Regions from separate parts of the Mus musculus genome. Here regions 2, 3, 4, 5, 6 and 7 are each linked to region 1. Evidence: chromatin contacts called from public HiChIP or PLAC-seq, Micro-C and promoter capture Hi-C data. All regions are on one chromosome and are shown on one strand. The core of a region is the stretch at or near the end of the contact, and the rest is flanking DNA. Distances in the headings are between cores, read along the strand shown. Region 1 holds the start of Smarca4 (SWI/SNF related, matrix associated, actin dependent regulator of chromatin, subfamily a, member 4). Region 2 holds the start of Elof1 (ELF1 homolog, elongation factor 1). Region 3 holds the start of Tyk2 (tyrosine kinase 2). Region 4 holds the start of Pde4a (phosphodiesterase 4A, cAMP specific). Region 5 holds the start of Elavl3 (ELAV like RNA binding protein 3). Region 6 holds the start of Rgl3 (ral guanine nucleotide dissociation stimulator-like 3). Region 7 holds the start of Keap1 (kelch-like ECH-associated protein 1).

What was found. Promoter capture Hi-C pulls out the DNA fragments that hold promoters and counts their contacts. Hi-C and Micro-C count contacts between places; a contact is called where the count stands out from the background. HiChIP or PLAC-seq counts read pairs in DNA pulled down with a chosen protein or histone mark.
Region 2: a contact with region 1 is called in an H3K4me3 HiChIP or PLAC-seq map of embryonic stem cells, with 9 times the contacts expected there. The contact joins the promoter of Elof1 here to the promoter of Smarca4 in region 1. A contact is called at or near these places in 1 of 39 promoter capture datasets (liver), 1 of 484 Hi-C or Micro-C datasets (embryonic stem cells), 3 of 115 datasets of contacts at active chromatin or transcription factors (embryonic stem cells and microglia) and 1 of 9 other capture datasets (pancreatic islet).
Region 3: a contact with region 1 is called in a promoter capture Hi-C map of pre-B cells, with 2.3 times the contacts expected there. The contact joins the promoter of Tyk2 here to the promoter of Smarca4 in region 1. A contact is called at or near these places in 2 of 39 promoter capture datasets (neutrophils and pre-B cells) and 1 of 9 other capture datasets (liver).
Region 4: an H3K27ac HiChIP or PLAC-seq map of microglia shows a contact between it and region 1, with 7 times the contacts expected there. The contact joins the promoter of Pde4a here to the promoter of Smarca4 in region 1. A contact is called at or near these places in 5 of 39 promoter capture datasets (frontonasal cranial neural crest, hematopoietic stem and progenitor cells, liver and 1 more), 2 of 484 Hi-C or Micro-C datasets (CD4 T cells and embryonic stem cells), 2 of 115 datasets of contacts at active chromatin or transcription factors (microglia and pancreatic cancer cells) and 1 of 9 other capture datasets (liver).
Region 5: a contact with region 1 is called in a Micro-C map of embryonic stem cells, with 6 times the contacts expected there. The contact joins the promoter of Elavl3 here to the promoter of Smarca4 in region 1. A contact is called at or near these places in 5 of 39 promoter capture datasets (HPC-7-derived erythroid cells, embryonic stem cells, liver and 1 more), 8 of 484 Hi-C or Micro-C datasets (CD4 T cells, cerebral cortex, cortical neurons and 3 more), 6 of 115 datasets of contacts at active chromatin or transcription factors (bone marrow-derived macrophages, embryonic forebrain, embryonic hindbrain and 2 more) and 1 of 9 other capture datasets (embryonic stem cells).
Region 6: a contact with region 1 is called in an H3K27ac HiChIP or PLAC-seq map of embryonic stem cells, with 4 times the contacts expected there. The contact joins the promoter of Rgl3 here to the promoter of Smarca4 in region 1. A contact is called at or near these places in 7 of 39 promoter capture datasets (embryonic stem cells, hematopoietic stem and progenitor cells, hippocampal neurons and 3 more), 1 of 484 Hi-C or Micro-C datasets (Th1 cells), 3 of 115 datasets of contacts at active chromatin or transcription factors (all in embryonic stem cells) and 1 of 9 other capture datasets (embryonic stem cells).
Region 7: a Micro-C map of embryonic stem cells shows a contact between it and region 1, with 5 times the contacts expected there. The contact joins the promoter of Keap1 here to the promoter of Smarca4 in region 1. A contact is called at or near these places in 5 of 39 promoter capture datasets (the C10 cell line, cranial neural crest, liver and 1 more), 1 of 484 Hi-C or Micro-C datasets (embryonic stem cells), 1 of 115 datasets of contacts at active chromatin or transcription factors (microglia) and 2 of 9 other capture datasets (adipose tissue and liver).

Annotation. Positions count from the first base shown.
Region 1 is chr9:21,613,905-21,617,783 of GRCm38.p6, reverse strand. It overlaps Smarca4 (SWI/SNF related, matrix associated, actin dependent regulator of chromatin, subfamily a, member 4), which reads right to left and starts at 1,615. Exons shown (of 34, transcript NM_001174078.1): 1 at 1,384-1,615.
Region 2 is chr9:22,115,379-22,119,257 of GRCm38.p6, reverse strand. Elof1 (ELF1 homolog, elongation factor 1) reads left to right here and starts at 2,063. Exons shown (of 3, transcript NM_001357311.1): 1 at 2,063-2,148.
Region 3 is chr9:21,129,274-21,133,152 of GRCm38.p6, reverse strand. Tyk2 (tyrosine kinase 2) reads left to right here and starts at 1,878. Exons shown (of 25, transcript NM_018793.2): 1 at 1,878-1,981.
Region 4 is chr9:21,163,670-21,167,548 of GRCm38.p6, reverse strand. It overlaps Pde4a (phosphodiesterase 4A, cAMP specific), which reads right to left and starts at 1,835. Exons shown (of 15, transcript NM_183408.3): 1 at 1,317-1,835. The coding sequence starts at 1,621. It overlaps Gm36118 (a long non-coding RNA gene), which reads left to right and starts at 1,881. Exons shown (of 3, transcript XR_870565.1): 1 at 1,881-2,620.
Region 5 is chr9:22,049,911-22,053,789 of GRCm38.p6, reverse strand. Elavl3 (ELAV like RNA binding protein 3) reads left to right here and starts at 1,767. Exons shown (of 7, transcript NM_010487.2): 1 at 1,767-2,200. The coding sequence starts at 2,192.
Region 6 is chr9:21,987,429-21,991,307 of GRCm38.p6, reverse strand. Rgl3 (ral guanine nucleotide dissociation stimulator-like 3) reads left to right here and starts at 1,855. Exons shown (of 19, transcript NM_023622.4): 1 at 1,855-1,943; 2 at 2,349-2,459; 3 at 3,033-3,262; 4 at 3,404-3,457; 5 at 3,595-3,809. The coding sequence starts at 1,911. It overlaps Ccdc151 (coiled-coil domain containing 151), which reads left to right. Exons shown (of 13, transcript NM_029939.3): 11 at 351-506; 12 at 827-911; 13 at 1,064-1,437. The coding sequence ends at 1,182. Gm36414 (a long non-coding RNA gene) reads right to left here and starts at 1,812. Exons shown (of 2, transcript XR_379185.4): 1 at 1,669-1,812; 2 at 600-722.
Region 7 is chr9:21,237,470-21,241,348 of GRCm38.p6, reverse strand. Keap1 (kelch-like ECH-associated protein 1) reads left to right here and starts at 2,017. Exons shown (of 5, transcript NM_016679.4): 1 at 2,017-3,879. The coding sequence starts at 3,640.

The DNA.
Region 1 (3,879 bases), core at 366-2,865:
AATGCAAGAGTTTAATCCCAGTACTCAGAGGGCAGAGGCGGCCAATCTGTGTGAATTTGAGGGCAGCCGGTAACAGAGTTCTAGGACAGCCAGGACTATACAGTGAGAACAGAAGGGGGCCAGGAGAATCAAAACAAACCCAAAACTTCTTAATGAATTAATACACATGCAGGCCAAGGAGAAACGTCCCCATATTTACTGCCCATTCCCCTACCAGACATGTAACACAAAGTAAAAGATTCAACTATCTGCTGGACCAGTCAAGAACAAAGAACAGGGCAGGAAGCCTGGCTGAACATCATCCCAGCACTTGGGAGGTGGAGGCAGCAAAGTGAGGATGAAGCCAGCCTGGTCTACATGAGGAGCTGGATGTCAGCCTAGGTTATAAGAGTCTGTCTTCAAAATCAGAATAATGATGATGTAGGAACGATTTGCCTAGTTCTTCCCAATCCTAACAGCGAAAGTAATTCCCTTGTACAAAGGAGGAAACCAAGAGGTTTGGCGAGATTAGCGATTTCGCCTAAGGCCACACAGCAAGCTGACAGCAGCCGGCGCTGGGCATCAAACTCAAAGGCTGTCTGTCAGTTCAAACAAAAACTTGTTTCTAGTTCCTGAGGAGTCACTGGAGGTAAAAGGGATCAAGTAGATGTCTTCGGACCCGCACAAAACACTTGCCTTCGGTGTTTTAAAATAAAAAACCCTATCTTAAAAACTGGGAAGGGCCAAGGGACTCAAAAGAAAAACAATGCCGCCGAGAGCAAACGTCCCCAGGCATCTTTCACTTTTTAGGCAAACATTTTGAAGCCATGGAAGAAATTCTTTATTTTTCCTTCAAAATCTGCAATAATGAAATTTATCAAAAAAAAAAATAATAAACATGAAGAAAGTAAGGTCTGGAGACCGAAGAGGGCTCATGACTGTGTCCAAGCTACACTGGGCATCAATAACTGAGGTAAAAATGTTGCTCCCGACGCCCGACCACAGGGCATTGGGATCCCACCCGTTACAAACGAGGCCAGAAAAGCCCACGACACCTAGCCACTGTTCAAAGTTGGGGTCCACAGAAATTAAAGTGGGGGATCTGGATCTCTGAAACGCCAAAGGGAAGAAGCTTTGTCCAAGACCCTACGAGAACGCGCGCGCGGCCTTCACGCGGCCCAGAGCCACCCGCCTCGCCGGCCACAGTCAGGAAGCCGCCGCGGTCTCGCTGCACTGCGGCCTGAGACGCGCGCGCAGGGCTTCTTGACCCTCAGGCGCCGCCGTACCGCGACCCCGCTTTGGTCGCCCAGCTGCCCCCTCCCCCTCCCGGCGCCTCCGCTTCATTCAAACCGTCTTGCCCAAGCCCCGGGAGCCTGGTTCCGCCCGGGAGCCTCCATTCCTTACCTGGAGGTAACGGCGCCGTAACCTTCCTGGCGCCGCCCCCAACCCTCCACGAGGGGTCGGGGACAGAGTGGGCGTCTCGCTTCTCCTCAGGAAACAAAGAAGCCGTCTCCGCCGCTGCCAAGCGAGTGGGAAAGCCTCGCGCGCGCGCCCGCTGGGCTTCGCCAGGCCACCCCCCCCCACCGCACGCGCCCGCCGCGCGCCCCCGCCTCCCTGTCTACCCGCTCCACTTGCCCTGCTTCCGCTGCCCGGCCGGCCTCGTGCGCGCGCCAGCCCACCCTTCCGCTCTCTGCGCGCATGCTCAGCCATTCGCTGTGCGCACGCGTACTAGTCCTTTGAGGGCGCGAGGAGGTGGGCGGGCCCAGAGGCTGCACAAGATCCTGGTGCACCGCCCCTGTGGGGGGCTCGGGGCGGCTCTGCGCAAGCGCACATCTACCTCCCAGGCACGAAACTGGGCCTCAAGCCGGGAGGCATGCGCAGTGGGGGTAGCACTGCGGCGACGCTTAAAGGTTGGGGGAGGGGGTGGGTGGTCCAGATGGGAGATAGTAAGGATGAAATTAAAGTCCTCAGGCTCGGAGCAGTTGGAGCACCCAGGGAGGAAAGAGAAGCGGAGAGATGGCCAAGCTATCCCAGGACCGGCAGAGCCCACGCGGTGCTAAGTGCAGGCCCGGGAAACGCTTTGATCCTGGTTCTGGCGCTGCCCTGCCTGCTCTGCAAGACTCTGCCCTGGCCACATTTCCTGCAGAACCTGCTGAGGCCCAGTAATTAGCTTTACAAATATTTATTGAGCTGCTATCGGCTACTTGCTGCCCTCTATTACAGTCTGTGGGGAGGCAACCGAATGAATAAGTAAAATACAGAGTGTGAGGTAGAAACAGCCATATTCACAATTTAACTTCTGATTTCCAAGAAAGCCATTAGCCTTGGAGCATAGAACTCTGTCCAAATCTGTAGATTCATGCCTCTGGTTGAGTTTTTAAAATATTTGGTAGTGTTCGGGAGGCAGAGGCAGGTGGATCTCTTGAGTTTGTTACCAAGGTGTTACTTGTTTTTGTTGTGTGTCTTTATGGTTTGTTTGTTTGTTTGTTTGTTTGTTTTTATTTTTTTGGTTTTTCGAGACAGGGTTTCTCTGTGTAGCCCTGGCTGTCCTGGAACTCACTCTGTAGACCAGACTGGCCTCGAACTCAAGAAATCCGCCTGCCTCTGCCTCCCGAGTGCTGGGATTAAAGGCGTGCGCCACCACGCCCGGCTGTCTTTAGTTTTTTAAGACGGGTTTTCTTTGTGTAGCCGTGGCTGTCCTGGCACTTGCTCTAGACTAAGCTGGCCTCGAACTCAGACATCTTCCTTCCTGAGTGCTGCATGCATGTACCAATCCAGCTTGGTCTTTTACATAGTGAGGTTCCAGGGCAGCCATGGATACAAAGTGAGACCTTCTCTAAGTAAACAAACAAAAGGGTGTTTTCTGCCACAAAGAACAAAAAAGAATGTTTCAGGCCATTAAATCACTGGCCTGCTACTGCCTCTTAAACGCTAGGGTTACAGACCCAAGATACCAAGACTGGCAAACTATCATGGTATTTTCGCTTGGTTGTTTTGTTTTGTTTTTGTTTTTCGAGGACAGAGTTTCTTTGTGTAGCTCTGGCTGACCTGGAACTGGATCCTGAGACCAGGGTGACCTCGAACTGACATCTACCTGCCTCTGCTTCCCCACCACCACCCCCCACCCCACCCCACCCCCAACACACACAGCTCAGTTCTGGTTTTCAGGTTTATTTTCAGCCGGAGTTTAGTGGCATTTGTCCTTAATCTCACCAAGCTGATCTTTGTTTGTGGCCAACTTTATCCACATAGTGAGTTCCAGGCCTGCCAAGGTTACATAATGAGATTTTCTCAAAAAAATAAATTTTCTCAAAAAAATAAATTTTGGTGACTGGATAGGTGGCTCAGCAGTTAAGAGCACTTGCCCTTGCAGAGGACCTCCATTCCGTTCCCAACACTTCTCGGGGGCCAGAACTGCTTCCAACTCAGGAGCTTCGCCTGAGTACTAGGAATACTAGAATATTCTCTCTCTCTCTCTCTCTCTCTCTCTCTCTCTCTCTCTCTCTCTCTCTCTCTCCCCTCTCTCTGTCTCCAGAGTGCCATAATTAAAGGCATGTGCTACCAGTACCAGCCATACTAGATTTTTAATTTTTTTAATATATTTTTAAATTGTTTTCTTTTTTTTTTTTCTTTTTTGAGACAGGGTTTCCCTGTGCAGTCCTGGCTGTCCTGGAACTCACTCTGTAGACCAAGCTGGCCTCAACTCGGAAAGCCACCTGCCTCTGCCTCCCAAGTGCTGGGATTAAAGGCACACGCCACCACTGCCCTGCTGTTTTTGTTTTTCAAGACAGGGTTTCTATGTGTAGCCCTTCAGTAGGCTGGCCTCAAATCTGTAGATTTGCTTGCTGTTGCCTACTGACTGCCTGGACTAAAGGTGTGCACCATCACGACCTGGCTAGA
Region 2 (3,879 bases), core at 814-3,313, 500 kb before region 1:
TGTGTGTGTGTGTATGTGCACATATATCATGACACACACATGGAAGCCAGAGAACTACTTGGAGGGACTGGTTTTTCTTCTTCCACCATGGACTCTGGGTATTGAACTCGAGTCACCTAGCTTGCAGGGCAATCATGGTTACCTTGTGAGCTGTCTCTCCACCCCACGGTTGGCTTTTTGAAACAAGAATTCACCGTATAGCTTGGGTTTTTCTGGAGACCACTGTGAAGTTAGGCTGGTCTCTGGTGTATGCAGATTTCTCGTTTCCCAATCCTGAGTGTAGAAATTAAAGGGTCGATTTACCATGCCTATCTTTGATTTTTTTTTTAAGTTTTGGGGGCTGGAGCTAAGTTGCCCAGGCTGACCTTGATCTGTTTAGCCTCTTGCTTCAGCCTCCACAGAGGCTGGCATGACGACTTACAACAAGCCAGGCTAAGACATCGGATTGTTTATTTTAATTCTGTGATTTTATTTATTTTGATACGAGGCATGATGGCTGGCCAAGTCCTTGTGGTTAGGAGTCAAAAGCACGGCATGGTTGAACACACCTGTAATCCCAGCTCAGGAGGCTGAGATAGAAGGATTTCATTGTCAGAATGGGCTATAGAGAGAAACCCTGTGATTGGCTGCCCCAAGCCCCTGCTGCCAGTCTTCCACGTCGCCGCAGACCATGCCCTTGAATTGTGAGCCAGAAGAAACTCGTCTTCTCTCACGCTGCAGGCAAGATATTTCATCAAGTCGGCAAGCTACAGGGTAACATGCATAGACTTATCCCACGTGCATTTGTGGTTTTGTTTTGTTTTTGTGAGCCTCCCACTGTTGCCAAGGTTAGCTTTGAATTATTCACATTAGCCCAGGCTGGTTAAGAACTAGCACAGATCTTGTTTCTGCCTTCTGAGTACTGGGATTTAAGTCCTGAACCACTACACTCCTGTGTGAGTAGATGCTGCCAACCAGAAATGGTCTTCAGAAAAGGCAGTTCCAAGGATGGCACTGCCCCCTATAGGGCATTCTCTTTAAAGCATGCGTAACAACGTGTGACACAGCTAAGCACTTTCCGTGTGTGTGTGTGTGTGTGTGTGTGTGTGTGTGTGTGTGTGTTAAGAATTGCCTTTACCCGCTGAGCCATCTTGCTGGTCAGAGCCTTTAATTAAGAAAAGAAGTATGTACTCAGCAGGTATATTTGTGAGGGTCTGCATGTGAAAGCCAGACCCTCACATCTCTCCATCTTACATATTGATGTAACGCAGTGTCTCTTGAACCCAGAACTCACCTCATCTGGCTAGTCACCGTGCCCTGGGGATCCTGTCTCCTGCAGGCTTGGATTACAGGCGGGTAACCAAGCCTACCTGGCTTTTCTGTAGATGCTAGGGATTCAAGCTCCTGTCTTCAAGCTTACCTGACAAGCGTGCTGGAGGCCCATATAAGGACCCTGGAAGAAGGAAGGCTCACTTTTCTTCGCCTGCTTGCATTTACTTGCCAGTACGTCTGTTGGAACCTATTTCTATTTCTTTACCAGCTAAACCAACTGGCCTCGTGGGACTGAGCGACGAACTACTAGATTCTTGGACTTCCCATTCACAGCTGACCATCGTTCGGGTAGTTGGACTACAGACTGTTAAGTCATCACAATAAATCCCCTCAATATAGAGACATTCCATAAGTTCTGTGACTGTAGAGAACTCTGACTAGTACAATGTATTTTGACCATTAAACCCCCTTACCCGTTCTCCTGTCTCACAATCCCGCTGATCCCCTCCCTCTCCCAACTCGTCTCTTCTAGGGCTAGGATATTGGAGTGAGCATGGAGGGTAGGGAAAATCTAGGGTTTCAAGGAGGTAAGACAAGTGAGACGAATCCAGGAAGATGATTACAGGTGAGGACCTTAACCAGGATGAGTACAGGTGGAGCCACCGCTCCTCGCGATCACGAACACCCCTAGGATTTTGCTTGTGATTGAGCAGGACTGTGGCGCATGCGCTGTAACAATTGCGCGGAGCCAGGTAGTTGGAGGCGGGGTCTACACGCGCATTTAATTGGTTAAGGAGTGGGCGGGAAACCCAAAGCGATATTTCCGTTTCCGTTAGGGGCCGGAAGTTAGCGTCTCCTGGGTGAAGCGGCCTTGGCTGAGAGGCAGGGCTGGTACAAGTAAGTGTAGGGTCTCGCGGGCGGGCGTTGGGCCGGGCGGACCGGCGCTCTTCTCTAGATCACCCGCAGGGCGTAGAGCTGAGGCCGGGGCATGGCTTTGAGGACGGCCTCGTGGGGAGCCTGACCCCTGGATCCCTGCAGCTGGGCGAGCGGGCGGCGCCACCGAAACCTGGGTGAGGCGGACGCCGTCGCTCTGCCCAGATCCCTTCCCGCCGTCCCGGTCGCCTCGGGACACCATGGCTCGTTCGCAGGCTGCGGTTTGCCGGTGGGATTCTGGGGCCCCACAGAGACAGATTCCGGGCAATTCACTGATTTGTTCAACAAGTAGTTATTAAGTGCCTAAGGTATACCAAGCACTGTGCGTCCTGGGGATACAGCAGTGACCAAGTGAAATCCTTCCTCAGAGATTGATGGGCAGGGTGGCAGACGCCGGAGGAGCTTTGAGGAGTTTTAAGGTGATCGTGAGTTTGTTTTGGATGCTGTGTGTGTGTGCGCGCGCGGGAGAGAGAGAGAGAGAGAGAGAGAGAGAGGCAGCCAACAACTTCACCTGCCAAGCCATCTCCCTTGCCCTATTTTGAAAGTGTTAGAAATCTTTTGTCCTACATTTTTCCCTATATGTGTAGTAGAATGTGTACAGAAGTTAATGGACAACTTGGGAAATACATCCTCGCTTTCCACCTTTACGTGGGTTAGGGTTCCAAATTCAGCTTTTCTGGCTTGGCAGCAGTGCCCATAGCAGCTGAGACAGGATCGACTAAGATGCCCCGCCTGCCCCGCCTGCGATTCCGTTGTAGCTAGCTGGTTGCCAGGGCCAGATGGGAGGGGATGCAAACACATCCACCTAGACAGTTGACAGCTGGGCTCGGCACCAGGCAACGCTTCACCGTGAGGGTTTGGCCTTTCCTTTTGTGTGTCTCACACTTTTGTCTCCGTTGCTCCGGGAGCTTCAGCCATTCGTTCTGAAGTAAAACGACGAGAAAACCCTTCATCTGGCTCAGACTCTTCCTGGCTGTCTTGTCATCAAAGCTGCCTTTTGTCATCTGGAATGACTCCAGAAGAGAAGGTCTTTCCTGATCTCTTTCACCCAAAGTAGCCCCAGCTCAGAGATTTGTATTTCGCTCTAATAGCCTCGTAGAAATAGGATTCATCCAGTTACAAGTTTTCTCAGGAGCCTGTCATCTGTAACTATTAGTACAGATATATTAAAGATTTATTTATTTTTATCTTTTGTGTCTGCCATATCTGGATCCAGGGTATCTGATATGTGACCTCAAAACCCACAGATTGAGGACCCCTGCCCTAGAGCCTTATCCATGCTTGGCTACTATCAGCTGAATTCATCCAGTTAAGCGTGTTCCTGTTGCCAGGTGGTGGTGGCACACGCCTTTAATCCCAGCCCAGGAGAGACAGGGGCAGGTGGATGATAAACTTGGATCTCTGAGTTCAAGGCTAGCCTGGTCTACATAGTGAGTTCCAGGACAGCCAGGGCTACACAGAGAAACCCTGTTGAGTTTTCATGTTAAGAGCTGTAAACCTGCTGGGCGGTGGTGGCACACGCCTTTAATCCCAGCACTCGGGAGGCAGAGGCAGGCGGATTTCTGAGTTCGAGGCCAGCCTGGTCTACAAAGTGAGTTCCAGGACAGCCAGGGCTACACAGAGAAACCCTGTCTTGAAAAAAACAAAACAACTGTAAACCTTTATTTTATTTTATTTTTTAAAGATTTATTTATT
Region 3 (3,879 bases), core at 629-3,128, 480 kb after region 1:
TTTAATCTCAGCACTCAGGAGGCAGTGGCAGGTGAGTCTGACTTCAAGGACAGCCAGGGTCACACAGAGAAACCCTTTCTCAAAAGACAGACAGAGAGGCAGGAATCATGATTAAGAATAATAGAGCTTGCAAGCTGGCTCAGTGCGTAAGAGCACTGATTGCTCTTCCAAAGGTCCTGAGTTCAAATCCCAGCAACCACCCATAATGAGATGACACCCTCTTCTGGTGTGTCTGAAGACAGCTACAGTGTACTCACATACACTAAATAAATAAATAAATAAATAAATAAATCTTAAAGGGGAAAAAAACAAAACAAAGTCACCATTTTGTTTCCTTTACCAGGGAGTTTCCTGGTATCGAGCACCCCAGCACTTTGTTGAGGAGAAGGGGTTATGCTCTCTGCTCTGTAACTACTTTCTGGTGAAATTAGGACTCCCTGTCACAGCCCAGGGAGGCTGGTCTGTTAGCCAGAGTAGGGGAGGAAATTAGGGCAGTGAGGCATTCACCACAAGCGTATGATTTGCCGACCCAGCTGAAGGGACAGTCTCATTTGCTGGGCGCCTGGGCTCACGTTAGTTTTTAGCAGGTCCAGGGCTTTCTGGTTTGTAGGGCTGCTTGGGTCTGGTGCGGTGTAGATCATCTCTGGAGCAGTTTGCAATCTGCTTCTGATTCATGGATGGTGTGCACCGGCCGAGTGGAACCGTACTAATATAGATCTGGACTAGGGACAAAAGTCAATGAAGTTAAAGGAAACATATTTGGAGAGCCTCGGAAATGGGCAACAGGCAGGGAGGCATAGGCTGCTGATTGACAGGAGTTCAAATCCAGGCAACCACAAGGTGGCACACATCCTTAACAAGACCTGATGCTCTCTTCCCGTGTGTCTGAAGACATCTACAGTCTTCCTACATATAACAATGAATATTTTTTTTTTTTTTTTTTTTTTTGGTTTCTCGAGACAGGATTTCTCTGTGTAGTCCTTGCTGTCCTAGAACACACTCTGTAGACCAGGCTGGCTTCAAACTCAGAGATCCGCCTGCCTCTGCCTCCCGAGTGCTGGGATTACAGGCATGTGCAACCACTGCCCGTCTTGAATAAATCTTTAAACAAAAACAAAAACTGGGTCTCATACAGCCTATGTCGTTCTCAAATCTCGCCCCAACTCAAAGTAGAGAGGATGGCATTGAACTTTTTTTTTAAAAAAATTATTTATTTTATGTATTTGAGTACACTGTCGCGTCTTCAGACACATCATTAGAGGGCATCGGATCCCATTACAGATGGTTGTGAGCCACCATGTGGTTGCTGGGAATTGAACTCAGGACCTCTGGAAGAGCAGTCAGTGTTCTTAACCTCTGAGCCATCTCTTCTGAGCTTTCTTTTCCACTCAAGTGCTGAGACTACAGGCATGTGTCTTCACACTTAATTGCAAGCACTGAGCTACAGCCTATTCACCAAAGACTGTTCAAGGAAAGCTTGGGGGGTGGGGCTTGGGATACGGTATTTTAAAAGGGGTGGTGATGGGAGAGGTTGGATGTGTAGGGATAGCACTGGGAGCCTCAAGCCTGGGTGACTCTGCAGCCGCGATACCCTGGTGTAGGCCGACGGGCAGAAGCCTAGGCAATGAGGGTTCCAGGTCCTTCGCCTACAGACCTCACTTTTCCGCCCGGCCCTGCAGCCCTCCTCTGCGTTTCCGCCCTCACCTTCGACGTCCAATCGTAGAGGCCTCCTCAGTTCCGCTTGCCACGCCAACAAATCACGACTAAAATAATCCCTCACCATCAACATTCGGAACGCCGCTGTTCTCGTACAATGACCAATAGGGATGTAGGACCGTAAACTGGGTGGGACGGACCGCAGCCAAAGGCATGCGCACTTCAGGTAGCCAATGGCAAGTGGCGCGTAGGCGGTGGACTTCCAGCGGCTCCCCGAGGCAGTGGGGCGGGGTCCAGGGTCCCAAGCCTGAGTACTCCGGAAACGGTGAGTGCAGAGGGTCCGCTGTGGGAAGCTGGCAGCGAGGAGGCTTGGGACTTGCCTGCATTAACACTGCCCCAGAGTGAGACTGGTGGGTTACCTGGAGAGTGCACAGTGCAGTTATTGCCTGGGCCAGATAGGTAGGCAAGTTTTCGGACAGTCGGTGCGGAGAGATGCAGTTTCTGCAAGTACAAACTACCTGGATTTCGTCTTCAAAGCTAAACCTGAATTTTTGAGACGATCCAGGAAGGAGGAAGGGAGTTCTCTTAAAAGCCCATGTCCCCAGGATGGCGCCCTGAACAGGAATAGATACGGTCCACAACTATTAACCGCTTACTGTGTGCCAGACGCTTTCTCTCTTGCCTTTGAGATAGACACTGGCCCCAGCCTCCTTTACAGGCAGATCTGACTGTATGTAGGTGCGCCTACAGTCACATAAATTACTAAGGCTGGTGGGCTCAAGGTTGGGCTTGCTGACCTATCTGCCTCCGAGTCCAACACTGAGGAGGCAGAGGCAGAGGGATTGCTGTGAGCTCTATTGTAAAATGCTGCCTCAAAATTAAAATTGTGTGTGTGTGATGTTGAGTATAGTGCATTATTCCTGCATTTAGAATACTGAGGCAAAAGGACCACCATGCTTTGGAGACCAGTGTGAGCTACAGTGTGAGTTCCAGGATAGCCTGGGCTACACTGTTGGACCAACATCAAAATCATAACATAAAGGATGAATGGATGTTCCCTCAGTTGGAAAAGTGCCTGCTAACATAAGGACCCAAGTTTGAATCCCAACACTCACAGAAACCGGAGTGTGGCAGCAGGCATGTCACTCCAGCACTAGGGGATGGAGACAGGAAGCTCTTAGGGGCTCCCAAGACAGCCCAGCCAGAACAGTGACCTTGGTTTAGTAATACCATGCCTCAAAAAATAAGGTAAAGGAGTAGGAGAAACGACTCAGGGTTACAGTCACTGTTAACACAGAGGACCTAGATTTAGTTCCCAGCACCCACATGGCAGCTCTCAACCATATATAACTCCAGTTCCAGGGGATCTTACCCCATCTTCTGGCCTCCATCGGTACCAGGAACATATGAGGTACAGACAAACATGTAGGCACAATGTTCACACTTATTATAAGTGTGGAAGCCAGGCAGTCATGGTGTATTCCTTTAGTCCCAGCACTTGGGAGGCAGAGGCAGGCAGATCTCTGAGGTTGAGGCCAGCCTGGTCTACAGAGTAAGTTCCAGGATATCCAGGGCTACACAGAGAAACCATGTTTGAAAAAGCATTTAAAAAGTAGAAAGTAATAGAGGAAGGACCTAATGTCCACTTCTGGCCGAAGCTGACTTTCACACTCAGGTGCACACACATGTATACACTGTGCATGCACACACATACATATGCATGTACATATTTCCCTATACACATTCATGCACTATACACACATCCATGCATCATACACACACATGTGAGATGCACACATATGCCTATACACATGCACTTGTATATATTATCTAAACACACATAATTTATGTACGTACATACATGTCATGTACACATATGCCTGCACACACATGGGTACAACAGGAATATATACACCTATAACATGCACACATGTGCACACTATGTACATGCACACACATCACCATGTTCATACGTTTTTGGTTTGTTTTTTTTTTTTTTCTGGGTTTTCTTTTTTTGTTTTGGTTTTGTTTTTTTTTTTGGTTTTTGGTTTTTCCAGACAGGGTTTCTCTGTGTAGCCCTGGCTGTCCTGGAACTCACTTTGTATACCAGGCTGGCCTTGAACTCAGAAATCTTCCTGCCTCTGCCTCCCGAGTGCTGGGATTAAAGGCGTGCGCCACCATGCCCAGCTATGTTTTGTTTTTATGAAACAGGGTTTCTTTGTG
Region 4 (3,879 bases), core at 586-3,085, 450 kb after region 1:
GCCTGGTGAACTCAGTCAGAGCCCCGAGGCTCCACTTACAGTGGCTGTGATCACTGGGACTATCTATGTCAAGAAGACACTGGTAATTAAGGTACACAGGGCAGATGATGCATGGCTTATCGGCCAGAGTAATGACTGTTAGAGCTGCCACTAGATAGAGGTGACAGCATGACTGAGCTGGGTAAAGTGGTGCGCATCTGCCATCTCAGCCCTTAGGAAGCCAAAGCAGGACCGTCACAAGTTCAAGGCCAGCCTCGGCTGACCACAAGAGTGGTCACATTGTCTCACAGGGCCTCAGGGAAGGTTGGCACATATAACAGCCCCAAAGCTCTGAGTCTGTGGAACATATCCTGCCAGCAAGGAGGTGTCCCCTGGAACATGGAAACTGTCGATCTGCTGTCCTTGAAGCAAACAGTCACTATGCCACATTAACCATGGTCCCACAAGGACACAGTTACTCTGTCACCACCACAGACACTATGGCAGAGCCAGCCATCACTGTCATCATGTCACAACTGCACTCTGTGGAGTACAGATACAGCCATGCTGTTACAGCTCTGTGACAGACACCAACATAGTCACCCTGGGACAGTTACAGAAGCCCAGAAGCACAATGCCACTGTCACAATCACTGTCTTCATAGCAGAGTTAGGCAGAGCCCCAAGTACAGGCAGCCCCAGCCTGTCACACACAACTGAAGACCCCTCCCTGAGGCTACCATGGCAGGAATCCCAGCTACTCTACACACCTTCATCTGTCACTTCAGAAAGGTGGGAATTCTTCTTTGATGGGACCTCACATGCCCTTGGCACAGGTCCATGGGGCACCTTGGGGTGCCATGAAGCCCTAACTGCCTGGCTAGGGCTTGTTCCAAGTCATAATACAGCCTGGACTAACACCAGCTACTGTAGGGCTGCCCTGATCCAATTCTCCACCCACTAGCGTCTAGTGTGCTACCCCATGGGAAGTATCCAGCGTGGTTCTTCAGTCACCCCTTATCGAATGTTCCCTAGGACACCCCACAATTAGTCCAGCCTCAGTCAGTCTCTCCAAGAGGTACTCCCATTCCAGCAGCTGCTCTGTACCATTACTGGCTAAGCTTGTAGAGAGCCCTAAAACAGCATGGATCCCCCCGACCCTCAACTTTACCCTGGGTATCCCATAAGTTAAAGGGCTTCTGGTGCAGTGGCGCCCCCTCTCTCCACCCACGCGGGTCACGCTGGCCCCCCCATCCGCCCCACAGCGCCCCCTTTGGCCAGCATTGCGCGTGGCGCCCCTCGAGCGCTTGTGCGCTCCGCTCGCCGGGGGAGTCTCACCGCCTACTGCTGCCTCCGCCGGTACCGGTGCCGTGGAAGGACGAGGGCCAGGACATGCGGGTAGTCCGCAGGCCTGGCCGGTCGCCAGTGTCCACGGCGTCGGCGCGCTCTATGGGCCGGTGCGGCGAGCGCTCTGGCTCTGAGCGCTCGGCACTGTCCGAGTAGCCGCGCTGCTGGATGCGGATCGGGGTCCTCGGCTGCCGCCACAGGTGCTGGGGGGGCGGCTTCAGGGTGGCCTGGCCCTCTCGGGGCCCGGGAAGAGAGAGAGACAGGCTCCTCTCCGAGGGGGCGGCCGGAGGCTCCATGGCTCCCGCTCTGTCTTGTGGGGTGCCCGGGGGCAAAAACGTCCCCTGGCCTGTCCGAGCTCAGTGGCGCCACGGCCGAGGTGCTTGGGGACCCACGGGAGCTCCTGGCCTCAGTGGGGCCATGGCGCCCAAGGACGGAGAACGCGGACGGCGGCGGCGCCGGTGTCCTCCTGGCGCTTGGAGCCCGCTGCGCTCTCGGAACCCGGCGCCAGCCGCGACTCCCCGCCCCGGCCCGCCCCTCCCTGCCCCCCCACCCGCCCGCCCGCCTGGCGACTGTCACAGCGCCACCCCCTCCTCCTCCAAGGAGAGGAGGGTGGCGGTCCTCCACACCCACGCACAACCCATTCCCGCCGGGGAGGGGGCGCCAACGCGCGCCAATCTCCAAGAGCCCTTTGGAGCAGCAAACAACGCACAGGGACCGAAGAGTTAAAGGGTTAATGGCATCGGGACGAAGACATCCGACTGGTTGGCGGGGTGTCACTCAGCCGCATCCATCAAGGCTAGGGCGGAGTCAGGGGCTGTCGTATCCTCGTTTTTAGAACCCCTGTCACCCTTTATCCCAGGTCCCCTTTTGCGGGAGTGGTCCTCGTGCCACCAGGACGCGGTGTCTGCAAGCTAACAGTATTGCACGCAGGACCAATGACAGCGTGTGGCTCCTCCACCGCCTGGCGGGATGTGAGCGCACGTGGCCCCTTCCGAGGGTTGTCTATGTTTTCGATGACGCCTGGAAGTGTGTGCGCGCACGTGGTGACTGCTCCCGCTGCTGCTGTCGGGGGGGTGTAAGAAGGCGCGCGCACGTGTACGACCCGTCGGGAGGGCGGAGCGTCCCGTGGGGTCTGTTCCGGTGGCCCAGGACTGTGCACACCTTCCCACGCACTCCGGCGCTGTATTGTCATTATAATGGGAGGATGCTGGTGCGAGTTGTGCACGTGATTCTTCCTCAGTTGTCTGTGACTGAGGACGCATGTTGGTGTATGGTCGGCCTGGAGGCATCTGGAGGTATGGGAGTGTGTCCCTTTGGGTCCCCCTGTGACTAATATATAGGTATCGCTACCTCTTATCTTTCAGAATTTTTAAATTACATTATTTGTGTGTGTGTGTGTGTGTGTGTGTGTGTGTGTGTGTGTGTATGGGAACTCGAGTCTCCCACTTCATCATCCAAATGCTACATATCTCAACTACTGCAGCAAGATTTGGTCCAGCTGTGCACCCTCAGTCCTTGCGAATACCCATTAGATGCCGAGGATAGGAGAGGACAGAGGACATTCTGCAGAAGTCAGTTCTCTCCTAACGATTCCCTAGTGGGCCTTGGGAATCGAATTCAAATAGGCAAGCTTGGAGGCAAACGCCCTTACCCACTGAGAATCCCGCTGGCCCAATCGCCGCCCCCTCTTCTTTTAATTTTTAAAGACTTTAAGCTGTTCTTCGAAAGGTAAACTGAGGCAGGTGGGAGGGGTAGCTGGGATAGGAGAGCATTGGAGGGTGAAACCCACCCCTGACGTTTTCAGGCGAGTAAACAATCGGAGCCTTTTCCCCGCGTCCCCCGCCCTCAGAACCCCCCTTCCGGCACCTAAATCCGGAGTTGCCGTGACTCACGCTCCCGCCTCCCTCAGCGCCGTGCCGAGCGAACGAGCAAAGAGCGAGTGGGAATCCGAGCGAGTCGCCATCCCTCCTCCCGGCTCTGGCTGAGCCCCGATGGCTGCTGGGCTGGGGGGTGGAGTGCTGTGTGCCCTCCCGTTTCTCACTTCCCTCCCAGGCTAGATCGCTGCTCAGGTGCTGCAATGTCCCTTGGCCCAAGCCCTCGCCCCCTACATCACCTCTCCTGGTCGTCTAGGGGGACAAGCCTTGTATTCTTGCCCCCACCCCCGTTCTTATTAACACACAGGCAATTGAACCTTTCCCAATTTCCAACTTCCTCAACCGCTTTTCTCTAGCAGGAGGGGACTCCTAGCGTGGGTGAAGGAGCGCGGCATAAGAACTGGCCCCCCACCAACAGCCCCAGGTGTTCCCCAAAGCCAGAACTGTATCTGTTCCCCTACTTTTCTCAGGAACCTTCCCCCAAGCATTTGCAAGTGTCACGTTGCCCAGCTGTTACCTTGTAACCATGGGCCACAGCTCTGGACGAGGGTCATAGGGCGGTGACCTGGAGGTGTGGACTGGGCAAGGGCTAGGCTACAGGTATTTGAAGGCTCAAGGACTGAGGTGAATCAAGCTGGACTTGAACTAAATAGAGGCTGGAGTGTGGGAGGGGGGACTTT
Region 5 (3,879 bases), core at 518-3,017, 440 kb before region 1:
CTCCTTTAAAAAATTAAAAAAATAATAATAAAAAAATAAAAAGCGTGCTTTCACAGGACAACCAAATACATGCCCAAAAAGCCAAACAATCAGTACGACTCTCAAGTCTTGCTTATCCAAGTTTGGATACCTATTTATGACCTCTTAAGCTGTATGAGTCTAATGGGGATCTATCATACCGAACCTTTAGCACAAACCTCTTCACCTGCTTCGGAGCAGTGTGATGTCCCCCTGACAGAAAAGGTGCTAGCGCCCACATTCTGAGGTCTAGAGTACTTGGCACACTTAAAACCAACACAATGTGTGTCCTTCCAAGGATGATAAAGACCACCCTAAACGCTCAATCATTTCCCTCGCCACCACTTTTCCTTTCTTTCTTTTTTCTGTTGCTGTTCTTCTTTGTTTTTTGTTCATTTTGCTACAAGGTCTATGTAGCCTAGGCTGGCCTGGAATTCACTACATAACTGACCCTGACTTTAAGATTCTGACCCTTTTGCCTCAGCACCCCCAGTGTTGTGATTCCAGGCTTGTTTATGTGGTGCTAGGGATCGGATCTGGGGTTTCATGGGCTAGTAACTGAACCAATCCTCAACCCATTTTTTTTTAATTTATTACTATTAGTGTGTGTGCATGTGCGTGTGTGTGTGTGTGTGTGTGTGTGTGTGTGTGTGTGTGTGTGTACCATGTAGAGTTGATTCTCTCTTTCTTTCTTTACATGGGTTCAGGGGATCACACTTCAGGTCGCTACCTAGCATGGTGGCAAATATCTTTCATTCCAACACCTGGGAGAGGCAGATGGATACCTGAGCTGGAGGCCACTCTGACCTATCAAGGACGTTCCAGGACAGTCAGTGCTACACCGAGGAACCCTGTCTCAAAAAACAAACAAACAAACATCAGATTTCCAGGCCTGTATGGCAAGAACCTTTTCTTGCTGAGCTATCTTTCCAGCTTCCTGCAGCCTTCTGTTTTGTTTTATTTTATTTTATTTATTTTTGAGAACCGGTCTTATGTAACCCAGGCTGGCTTTGAACTCTTGATCACTCTGACTATCTTCTAAAGTTAGCCTTACATCGTGCTCACCTTACTTTTGTTTTATGTTTGGTTGGTTGGTTGGTTTGGTTTGGGTTTTTTTGTTGTTGTTGTTGTTTGTTTGTTTAGATTTTCTTTTCTTTGTTCTTTAATTAAAAAAAAAAAAACCCAGGGTCTCCTAAGCAGCACGCAACAGCCTGAAGTTTGCTATGTAGCCCAGATCAGCATAAAGTGCTGTGTAGCCCATGCTAGACTCAAACTACCTTCCTGGCTCACCACACCTAGTATTCTAATATCACCAGAGGCCATGTGGAAACAAAAACTGTTCACTTCGGATCTAGCAGAACGGGTCTGGGTCTGAGTGTTTGCCCTTTCCCAGCCCTCCCAGACATCACCCATGCACCCCTGGTTGTGTTTGGGTCACCAAAGGCTGTTTTTTACCCCTTCAGAGTTAGATGCTGGACTGAAGAGGGGAACCCAATTTGTCGGCAAAGCTAAAGTAATACTCGAGAGTGGTGTCAAGACTAGAGTCAGAGTCCGCAGGCAAGAAAGAGCCAAGATCTGATGCCTCATCCTATTCTCTTTTGGCACGCAGAGTCTAGGCCCGCACTCGCTTCCACCTGCCGCGCCGTCGGGAGCCGGGAGGAGGCGGAGACCCACCGTCTCAGCCAATGAGCGACGCCGGCGCTGGCAGCTGCCTCTATAAAGGGCTGGGGGCGGCGGCAGTGCGACCCAGAGCGCGGAGCGCGCAGCGCGGGCCGGTGGGAGGGAGGGAGGGCGGGCGAGAGGAGAGGACCCATCACCCGGCACGGGACAGGCCGAACTGAGGGCCCGCCGCAGAAGGCAGAGCTGCCGAGATCTCAGTCACAGAAAGAGCGACTTCTTCAGGCCCGGCGGGGCCGCGCTCCGGGCACCCTCCACTGCGTGCCCGCTCCCTCCATCCACCTGCCGCTGGGGGTCTGGCCGTCGAAGCGCGCATCCCCAGGCTCGGGTCAGTTCCCGGCCTTCGAAGGCGCCGCCGCCTCCATCTCCTCCTCTGCAGCGGCCGCAGACGCAGACGCCCGGGCGGGACCCCGGCGTGAGCACCAGGCGCCCCCCTAGGAGTGCACGACCCCCGGAGCCGCCCTCGATACGGACCGCGCCCGCCGGGCACACAAGAATGGTCACTGTAGGTACTCCCTTGTCGCCGCGAGACGAACACGGGAGGGAGGGGCGGAGGCTGGCTCCACGGAAACGCGGGGAGTGGGGGGGTAGGACCAGGCCTAGCTAGGCCTAGGGGAGGGGGGGGGGTAGTACCGCGCCTCGGGCCTGAGAGTGGCCAGAGCTGCATCCGGAGTTTTGGGGAGTGGAGCCTGGTTCGAGAGGCTTTGGAAAGCCAGGCTGTGTACAGGGTGCCCTCAGCCACCCGGTGGTCCTTGTGGCTCCTCACTGGAAGGCTGTGGGGGAGGGGCCGCGGCGGCGGAGGATGCTTCCAGCATCCCAGGCCCAGACCCGCAGGCCGCCCAGGAGGACAAGGGCCACGATCTCCCACTGTTGGTCCGGGTAATGCCACTCGGCCTTCTCTGAGAGCTTTTTGGGGGGGAGGGGAGATGGAGAGGCGGGTGGCGTCGGATCGCGCTGCTCTAAGCCCGAGCCGCACCCGAAAGGCGGGCATCTTCGTCCTCGAACCCCGTCGACCTTGCGGCAAGCGGGGAGGGGAAGAGGAGGGGGCGCCCTGAGGCCTCGCGGCGGCCGCCGTGATCCCTTTGTTTCTCCGCCGGGCCGTAGCCTCGCGCGGGGCCTTGGGGCTGCGGGGGGGGGGGTAGTGCGGGAGGGGGGCTCCCCGTTCCCCGGCCGCTGCCTCCGGGTGAGGGCGTCCGGGGCTGCAGCAGTACTCCATAGGGCCTGCTGCACGCGCCCTCCCCGGTCAGGGCTCCGGGCCGCAGGGTGACCTTGAACGCGCCCGCAAATCGGGCCGCCTGGCCGGCGCACGGTTGCTTTCAGCAGCCTCGGAGCTGGTCAGCTCCCGAACTCACGGCCCCGCCCGACATGCCACGCCCTGTCGTGCCACGCCCATCCAGGCCCCGCCCCTAGGCCCCCTGGACCTGGCCTCAAGCGAGCCCTAGGACCTCCACCCCGCAGCCCGGGCGTGTCCCGGGGCGGGGCTGGCCAGTGCTCACCGCACCCTGGCTCCACCCCCGCCTCCCTGAGCGACTAGCTCCCCGCGCCGCCAAGCGTCCTTTGTCTGGTCCCCGCGCCCAGCCTACCTTTTCCGCTCTTTGGAGATCTCTTCCTGTGTGTCTCTGAACACCAAGTGTTGTTCCCGGCCTCCTTTTCGAGTCGTGGTGTGCACGGTGGGGGTCGGGAAGCTCAGTAGTCCATCTTGAGTCTCCTCTCTCCTGGGCCCTGGCACTAGGCCACCTGGCTTTAAGAAAGAACCACCTCCTCCCCATGCCTTCCCAAGGGCTCAGCTTGCTGTGTGACCTCAGGCTATTTTCTTACCATCTCTGGGCCTCAAGGTGCTCATCCAGGTCTGAGAACAGGAATGTAGCCTCCTGGAGACTCTCAGAAACCCTACAATATACCTCCAAGACTTCCCTCATCTGTTGTTCTGTTTGAAAAGAGAAGAGGGTGTGGTCAGAGGTTACAGCAGGGCCTGGAGACCCTTGGAGGCCTGGAATTACCACTGGTGGTGGTGGGGACACTCAAGAAGGGATGCCTTGAGGATAGACCAGGAGGAAGTGAGGGGATGCCGGATTCAGTGGGGCCCCTCGTAGATTAGAAGTAGAAGGAAAAGGGCTCAGAAATACAAGGTTCGGTCTGTACCACGTGGTGGCCCTGACTTGCTGTGCTTAGATAGCCACTCAA
Region 6 (3,879 bases), core at 606-3,105, 370 kb before region 1:
TCAGTCTCAAACTCTGACTCTAATGGGCAACCATCAGCCCAACTCAGGTGTCCCATGTCTATGGGGCGGTGCGGCCCTGGGTGAAGAAGGTCCCACTTTGTCCACAAGAGCTCCATTTCTTCAGAAAACCACCCTCACACTGGCCTAGGTCGTGTCATTAATCTCAAAGAGACCTCCATGTAGCTCAGATTCAAAGATTCCACCCTCAAGGCTAGGTTTTCATTTTAGAGGCCCTGCCCAGTAGTGGTAGACACGCACCTCAAAGCTATGAAAGCCCACTTGTTGGGTGAATCGTGTCCCCACCTAGGTGCACGGTATCTCTCAGCTAACTTGGCCCGTCCCCACCACAGGATGATACGGTATTGGCAGGAAAGAAGTTAGACCGGGACTCAGAGGACTACGCTTACAATCTGCTGGTAGTTGTCCAGGAAAAGCTGCTGAAACTGCAGGACCAACTGGAGAGCCAGGACGTGCCTGAGTTGCTGCGACACATAGCAGACCGAGAGGTTCACACACATCCTCCGCGGCCAGTGGGGACCAAGGCAGGGGGTGGGGGTGGGGGTGGGGGAGGGAGGGTCGAAAATCAGAGAGCAGACTGACATAGGAAACAGGTGCTGAATGGGCGTGAGCTTCATAACCAGAGTAGCGAAGCCTGGACTGGGTGGATCTCAGGTGGCAGGGCCTCCGAAACCAGGCAGCGAAGGGTGGGCAGTGATCTCCACCTAGAATCCGGTAGAAACTCAATGTAAGGTGCACGGAGGTGGAACAGAGCCTCACTGCCATCCCACATCTCTCTCCGGCCTCCCCCTACCCCCCCCCCCCGCAGTTCCTGGCCACGCTAGAAGGAAAGCTGCCCCTATACAACACCCGCATCCTTCTGCCCGTCGCCAGTGTCAAGGACAAGTTCTTTGGTCAGTGTGGGCCAAAGGGGGATGAATGGGAGGGGCGCGAGGTGGCCTTAAGTCAAGGCCAAGGAGGAGGTGCATGGTGTGGCGAAGGCTGGGAAGGGAAAAAGAAACGGTCCCTCACCCTCCCCATCACCCACCCCTGCCTCTCTCTGTAGATGAAGAGGAGAGTGAGGATGATGACCGTGATGTGGTGACCCGCGCTGCCTTCAAGCTCCGTTCCCAGAAGTTAATCGAAGCCCGCAGCAAGAAGCGCAATAGGTTGCGCAGATCTTAGACTCGCAGTCAAGTCCTATCGGATGCCTCCGGGACTCTAGGGAGCCCTCCGACCCTCTGGGTCCACCTACGGGTGGTGTGTGTCTGGGAGCCCCGGAGGCTCCTTCAAGGGCTTGGAGGAAGCTCAAGCAGGGAGCACCGCAGGCCAGCAGCGCCCGGAGGAGAGAAAAGGCCGAGCCAGAAGTTCCCACAGTAAATCTCTCGAGGCGGGTTGGTGCCCGCCTCGGAATCGCGCAATAAAGGTCACTGAACAACCCCCTGGGTATTCACCTCTTTTTGACCCTGCACCGCCCCCAAAAGGCTGCCCCCACAAAATGCAGGGCCACAGACACTTCGCGGCTTCTAGCCTGAGATGGCATGGCTTCCATCACCTATGGTACAGATTCAGTGTGCCCTCCTTCTCCTCCAGACATAGGAGACACCCTCGACACCTGGGATTGATCAACCCCAACCTAGTATAAAGCACTTCCCTCCCAGGGACACAGACCTGTTGTCGTGTCCCCTGCACCCATATGTCTGAGTGACAGATTGACCCGCACTTCTGGGAAGGAACGGGACTTCTAGGCTAGCCTGGGTGCGGGGATGGGGTCCGGCTGGGGACCTCTGGAATTGTGGGACCGCCTTGCCCAGCCCCGCCCCACGACTGGACGCTCGGCTGCCCCGCCCCACTGCCCGCTGGCCCTTCCGCTTCACTCAGCGGCGCCAGGGAGCAGGACGGGCACCGGGGCCATGGAGAGGACAGCGGGCAAAGAGCTGGCCCTGGTAAGAGGAAGCTGGGGATCCTCGGACCCCACGTCCCTAGTGTACCCCCAGATTCAGAAACTCCAGGCGACCGCCCCTCGTTTTCTAATCTTTCTGCAAAATGGATGTGCCTTGGAGTCCCCATTTGGGGATTCAGAGTTCCTGACCCCGTGAAGCGGCTAGTTTGGGGGATGGGGACGGGGGTCTGAGGAATCTCAGGAGGAGGTGACAGATTCTTTGTGACATTGGACTCTGGGATATCCCCAAATGATACTCCATCCACTCAAGACCTGGGAGAAGGGTATCCGTGGCGAAGACCTGGGATCCCACCCCGAGTCTTGAATACTCTGTTCGGGAAAGTGGGCCAAACATAAAGGCAGGGGGCTGAAGCCGGAGGGACTTCCCTGAGCCCGCCTCCACATCCAGGCGCCGCTGCAGGACTGGGGCGAGGAGACCGAGGATGGCGCCGTGTACAGCGTCTCCCTGCGGCGGCAGCGCAGCCAGCGCTCGACCCCAGAGAGGTCTGGAGAAGGCCAGGTGAGGAAGGGACTGAGGCGAGCAAGTGAGGGCGGACTCAGCTCAGGGGCCTGGGAGTTGGGAGGAGAGGGGGAAGCTGGAGAGCTGAGGGTGAGCCTCCCTAGAACTACGGGGCCAGGAGGAAGGGCGGAGCTAAGAGGCGACCAGGTGTGTGGAAAGGGCCTGGGGGCGGCCAGGTGACTTGGTTTGAATCCAGGAAACGGGGTGGGGCCAGGTGATAGCGCTCCCCCCAAAGGCGAAACTGACCGGCAGGGTGCAGGAAAGCAGAACGGAGGAGCGGCCAGGTGGTGATGGGTGGGACTCAGGCTTGGCCAGTGAAGCTTGGCTGCAAAACTGCCTGAAGCCTGGGGTGGCGGGGTGAGGAGGGCACAGAGGGAAGTGCTAGAGTAGTGGGGTGTCCTGCGGGGTTGATGTGAGCATTGCATGATTGGTGTATATTTAGGGAGTCTCGGAGTTTCAGAAAAGGACACAGTCACACCCCCCCAAAAAAAGTGCCAGAGATGGGTATAATTGGAAACAAGGTGCTTGGAACGCTCCTCACCTTATTTCATTCACTGCCCCACTCCCCCGCAGACCCCCATCCCGGCTACCGACACCTTCCTTCATTACCGAACCAGCAAGGTGCGGGCGCTGAGGGCCGCCCGACTGGAGCGGCTGGTGCATGAGTTGGTGTCCGGAGACCGCGAGCAGGATCCTGGCTTCGTGCCTGCCTTCCTGGCCACCCACCGGGCCTTTGTACCCACAGCCCGCGTTTTGGGTTTTCTGCTACCCCCGCCACCGCCGCCGCCACCACCTCCTGCTGGGTCAGTCATTTTCAGGAGACCCGCATGTCCCCATCCCCAGAACCCCATCTACCTGCGCACACACACATACACCTCAAATTTAGAACCGAGGTCCTAACGCCCTATAGCTCTGTTCCCATCTGATAGAGGCTTTCTTCCCAGGGTAGACAGCAAGAGGACAGAGGGACAAGATCTGAACTTCAGCAAGAACCTGAGGTCGGTTTCCATTCCCGTCCACACCCTCGACCCAAGGGAGCGTGGGGGAGGGATCTCAAGGTCGGGTCTGACGACTGCAAGGTTGGGAACGTTTAGATCCTTGGACTCAATTTTGAGCCACACACCCCTCTGTTCAGGGCTGTAGTTTCGGTGCTGGGTTCTTGGCTGCGAAATCATCCTCAGGACTTCCGGGATCCCCCTGATCATCAGAACCTAGGCAATGTCCGAATCTTTTTGGGCTGGGCAGCCCCAGGAGGGGCAGAAGCCAGGGAAGCAGAGAAACTTCTAGAAGATTTCTTGAAGGAGGCTAAGGGAGAGCAGACAGAGGAGGAAAAGCGACTGGCTTGGTCAGGTAAGGGACAGTCAATTCAGGTGACATTCTGAGAGAATACCACCTGCCCAGCTCCAAATGACAGACCCCG
Region 7 (3,879 bases), core at 768-3,267, 380 kb after region 1:
CAGATCTCATATCTTTCCTGGTGTGTTGGCTTGGTGGTTTAACAGTAGGGAACTTAGAGATTCTGATATTAAATTTAAAAAGTACTCAGTTCCCTATTTAAATACCAAATTTAAAAAGCACTGTTGGGATTTGTAGAGACCTTCCAGACATATTCTGTGGGAAAATGACCTGAGATGGGTTTTTTGGTTGTTGTTTTTTGCCATTTTGATTTTGGAAGAGGGTCTCACTATGTAAGGCAGGCTGTACCACTTTGTAGCCAAGGACGTCCTTCACTTTTCTGATCCTTCTCCTCCAGCTTCCTGGGTGCTGGCATTACAAGTGTGTCCCAATTTCAGCTGTCCTGCATTTTTGTTGTTGTTTTGTTTAAATTATTAAGTTAATAGAACAAAGTAAGGTTTTACCATGCAGTCCAGGCTGGCCTGGAACTTGCTATGAGCCCTGGCTTGTCTCAAATTCACAGAGATCCACCTGTCTCTGCTTCTTCTAAAATTAAGGGTATACGACACCATGCCTGGCTTTCCTTGCCTCCCTGACCCCAGACAGAGTCTCACTGTGTAGTCTGGGCTGTTCTCAAACATTCAACCCTCTGCTTCAGACTCCCGTGGTAAATTTCTTTTGAAACTATCCTTTTCTTTGATATTTATTCATTTGTTTTCTGATATAAGGTCTTGCTAGGTCGAGCAGGCTTACTGTGAACTGGAGGTAATCCTCCTGCTTCAGTGCCCTGGTGGCTGGGATTACAGATGTGTCCCCTCAATATTCTTATTTTTAGATTTATTTCCTTTTATGTACACGAGTACTTTGCTTGCCTGTATGTCTGCGCACCACCTACCTGCATGGTGCCCACAGAGGTCAGAAGACAGCATGGGGTCCCCTTGAACTGGAGCTATGGATGGCTGTGAGGCATCGTGGCAGTGGACTCCAGGTCCTCTGCAAAAGCAACACGTGTTCTAAACCACCTTTCCTGGTTTTCCGAGACAGGGTTTCTCTGTGTAGCCTGGCTGTCCTGGAACTCACTGGGTAGACCAGGCTGGCCTCTGCCTCCCAAGTGCTGGGATTAAAGGCGTGCGCCACCACGCCTGGCTTAACTTTATGTTTCAAAGTTAATTTATGTGTGTATGTGGAGGTTATCGGACAACAACCTGAAGGAGGAAGCTTTCTACTACTATGTGAGTACCAGAGGTGGAACTTAGGTGGCCAGAATTGGCCAGACGCTCCTTTACCCACTGAGCCATCTTGATAGTTCAAGAAAATAACTTTCTCTCATAAATGCCATATGCAGCAAATAAGTATCTCTTACCATTAAAAATATATAAAGATGTTACGAGAAATACAAAGAGGCAGCTCTGGGCATTCCAACACTCCAACACCCTCAGATGAATGCCATACCTCTCCTCATGAAAACATGAACACACAGAGAGGAGAGTGTGTCTCTGGAGCACTCGAGCTGCACTTTGCAGGCTCCACATAGGGGAAGAGAATCAGTTTCTGCCAGCCGTCCCCGACCTCAACACAAGCACACACACAAATTAATGTACACAAAGCCCAGAGTGATATCCCAGCCTTTAACCACAGCACACGAAGGAGGCAGAGGCAGAGGCAGGAAGGTTTCTGTGTGTTCAAGGCCAGCCAGGGCTATGTAATGAGGCCTGTCTCAAAAAGAAGTTATAAGGCTGGAGTGATGGCTCAGCAGTTAAGAGTACTTGCTGCTCCTGCAGTGGTCCAGGGTTCAATTCCCCCATTTGCATGGTAGCTAACAACCACCTGTAACTTTAGGGGACACTGCACAGCCCACGTTGCACAGACATACATATACAGGCAAAACACCCACACGCACAAAGTAAAATACAAATTGAAATAAAAACATTAAAAAGTTATTTTACAAGAAGATAAATATCGCAACCAGGTAGATGGGTCTAGTTGGACCGTGCAGGCTGTGGGAGGGTCCGCCGGTGCAGGTTCAGCTGGAGGCGTACCGGACAGCCTAACCCGGAGGCAGCCTCCTAGGGCCGCCCAGACCCACGCCCTGCTCCCTCCGCCCGGCACCTGCAGGAAGGGCTGGAACTGCCTCTGCGTACCCGCCGCCCGTTTCCGCCCTCCCGCTCCTCCCACGCGTGCCGCCCGGGACCCCGCAGCACCGCTGCCCCGATCCGAGCCCTCCACCCCCACTCCGGTCCCCCTCCTCTCTTCCCGGAAGCGCGGCGCGTGGCGGCCCGGCGGCGCGGATTGGACGCGTGGCACCTACAGAGACACCCGGGGGGGTGGGACGGAGGTGAGCGAGCGCCCGCGGAGGATGCGGTGGGGAGCCAGCTCCGGGAGCTGCCCGCGGTCGCGCGTGGGGCCGTGCACGCGGTGGGGGGAAGCGCGTGCCCTTCTCCAAGCGCGCACCCCGCCGCCGAGCCCGTGAGCCCTCGTAGGGTGGTGGCCGCGGCGAGTAGAGGTAGGGGTCGCCCGCGGCCGGCGCCCCGGGACTCTTATTGTGACAGGGTGGCGCGCTGTGCTTAGTCACCGTGACCCGCGCGGCGGAGGCGGAGGCAGAGCGCGGCCATGGCGGGGTGAGTGAGCCGCTCCAGGCCGCGGCCCGGGACCAGGCCCTGCGGGCTCTCCCGGCGTCAGGGCTGCGCCTCCGAGCGGTGGGGAGGCCGCTGGAGCAGGCGCCGGGTACCGGGCGGCCGCTGCACAGCCCCCTGCGCAATGCCAGGCCCGAGCTCCGGCAGTGTGGTCACGCGTGACAGTCGCTCACTAGCTGGGGCCCCTGGAGCATTTCATCCCCCCCCTCCCCACGGTGATCTAATAGACAAAACACGCGGAGTCGCGACTCCAGGCTGAGCCCAGAACCTGGGGAGCCAGACGCAGACCCTCTCTTGTCTCCCCACATCTTCTTTGAAAGCATAATTCCTCCCCTGGCCCCAGGTCTCCAAGGGTCTCCTGAATCCCTCCCCGTGGGTGTTCCAGATGCTGCACACTCTCTTGCCCCAGGAGCTTGGTGTTCGCTTAGTGTTTCCTATACAGACCTTGCTTTATTTTTAGGCCTTTTCTGTCTTCTCGCTGTGTCTCTGGAGCTCAGAGCAGTCCCAAATACATAAATGGCAGGCTCTGTAAATGTTGGTGTGGTGTTGAAAGGAATCTGACATGTTGGACGAAGGCAAGGGGAGGGAAGGATGGCTGGAACAGTGAAGAGGTTGGAAAGCGGGTGTGGAGTTTTACAGGCCATTGACGATTTGGGGTTTCCATTCTTGGGCTCGGTGAAAGGTGTTGGGTGATTCTGAGCAGGAAAAGGAACATGATATGCCCTGAAGGCCCGCGAGTTGAGAAGTTAGTTTGAATGGAGCCGGCTGTGTCCAGTTTACTTGGCTTGGCAAAATCTGCACTTAGATATCATTGCTTAGTCTTGCAAAAAAAGAAGCCTGGCTGGACATGGTGGCACATACTGTAATCCCAGCACTCGGGAGGAGCCAGCTTTGGTTGCATAGTGAGTTGGAAGCCAGCCTAGGCTATGTAAGACCCTGTCTCAAATAAAATAAAATAAAGTGGCAGGGTCTGGTCTAACCCAGCCTCTGTTCCCAGCGCTGTGCTCTTCCCTCCCTCCAGGCCCCTAACGGCTAGCAGAGGAACTGTGTCTTGTCATCAGGAACCCCATGCAGCCCGAACCCAAGCTTAGCGGGGCTCCCCGCAGCAGCCAGTTCCTGCCCCTGTGGTCAAAGTGCCCCGAGGGGGCCGGGGACGCAGTGATGTATGCCTCCACGGAGTGCAAGGCAGAGGTGACGCCCTCGCAGGACGGTAACCGAACCTTCAGCTACACACTAGAGGATCACACCAAGCAGGCTTTTGGCGTCATGAACGAGCTTCGCCTGAGCCAGCAACTCTGTGACGTGACC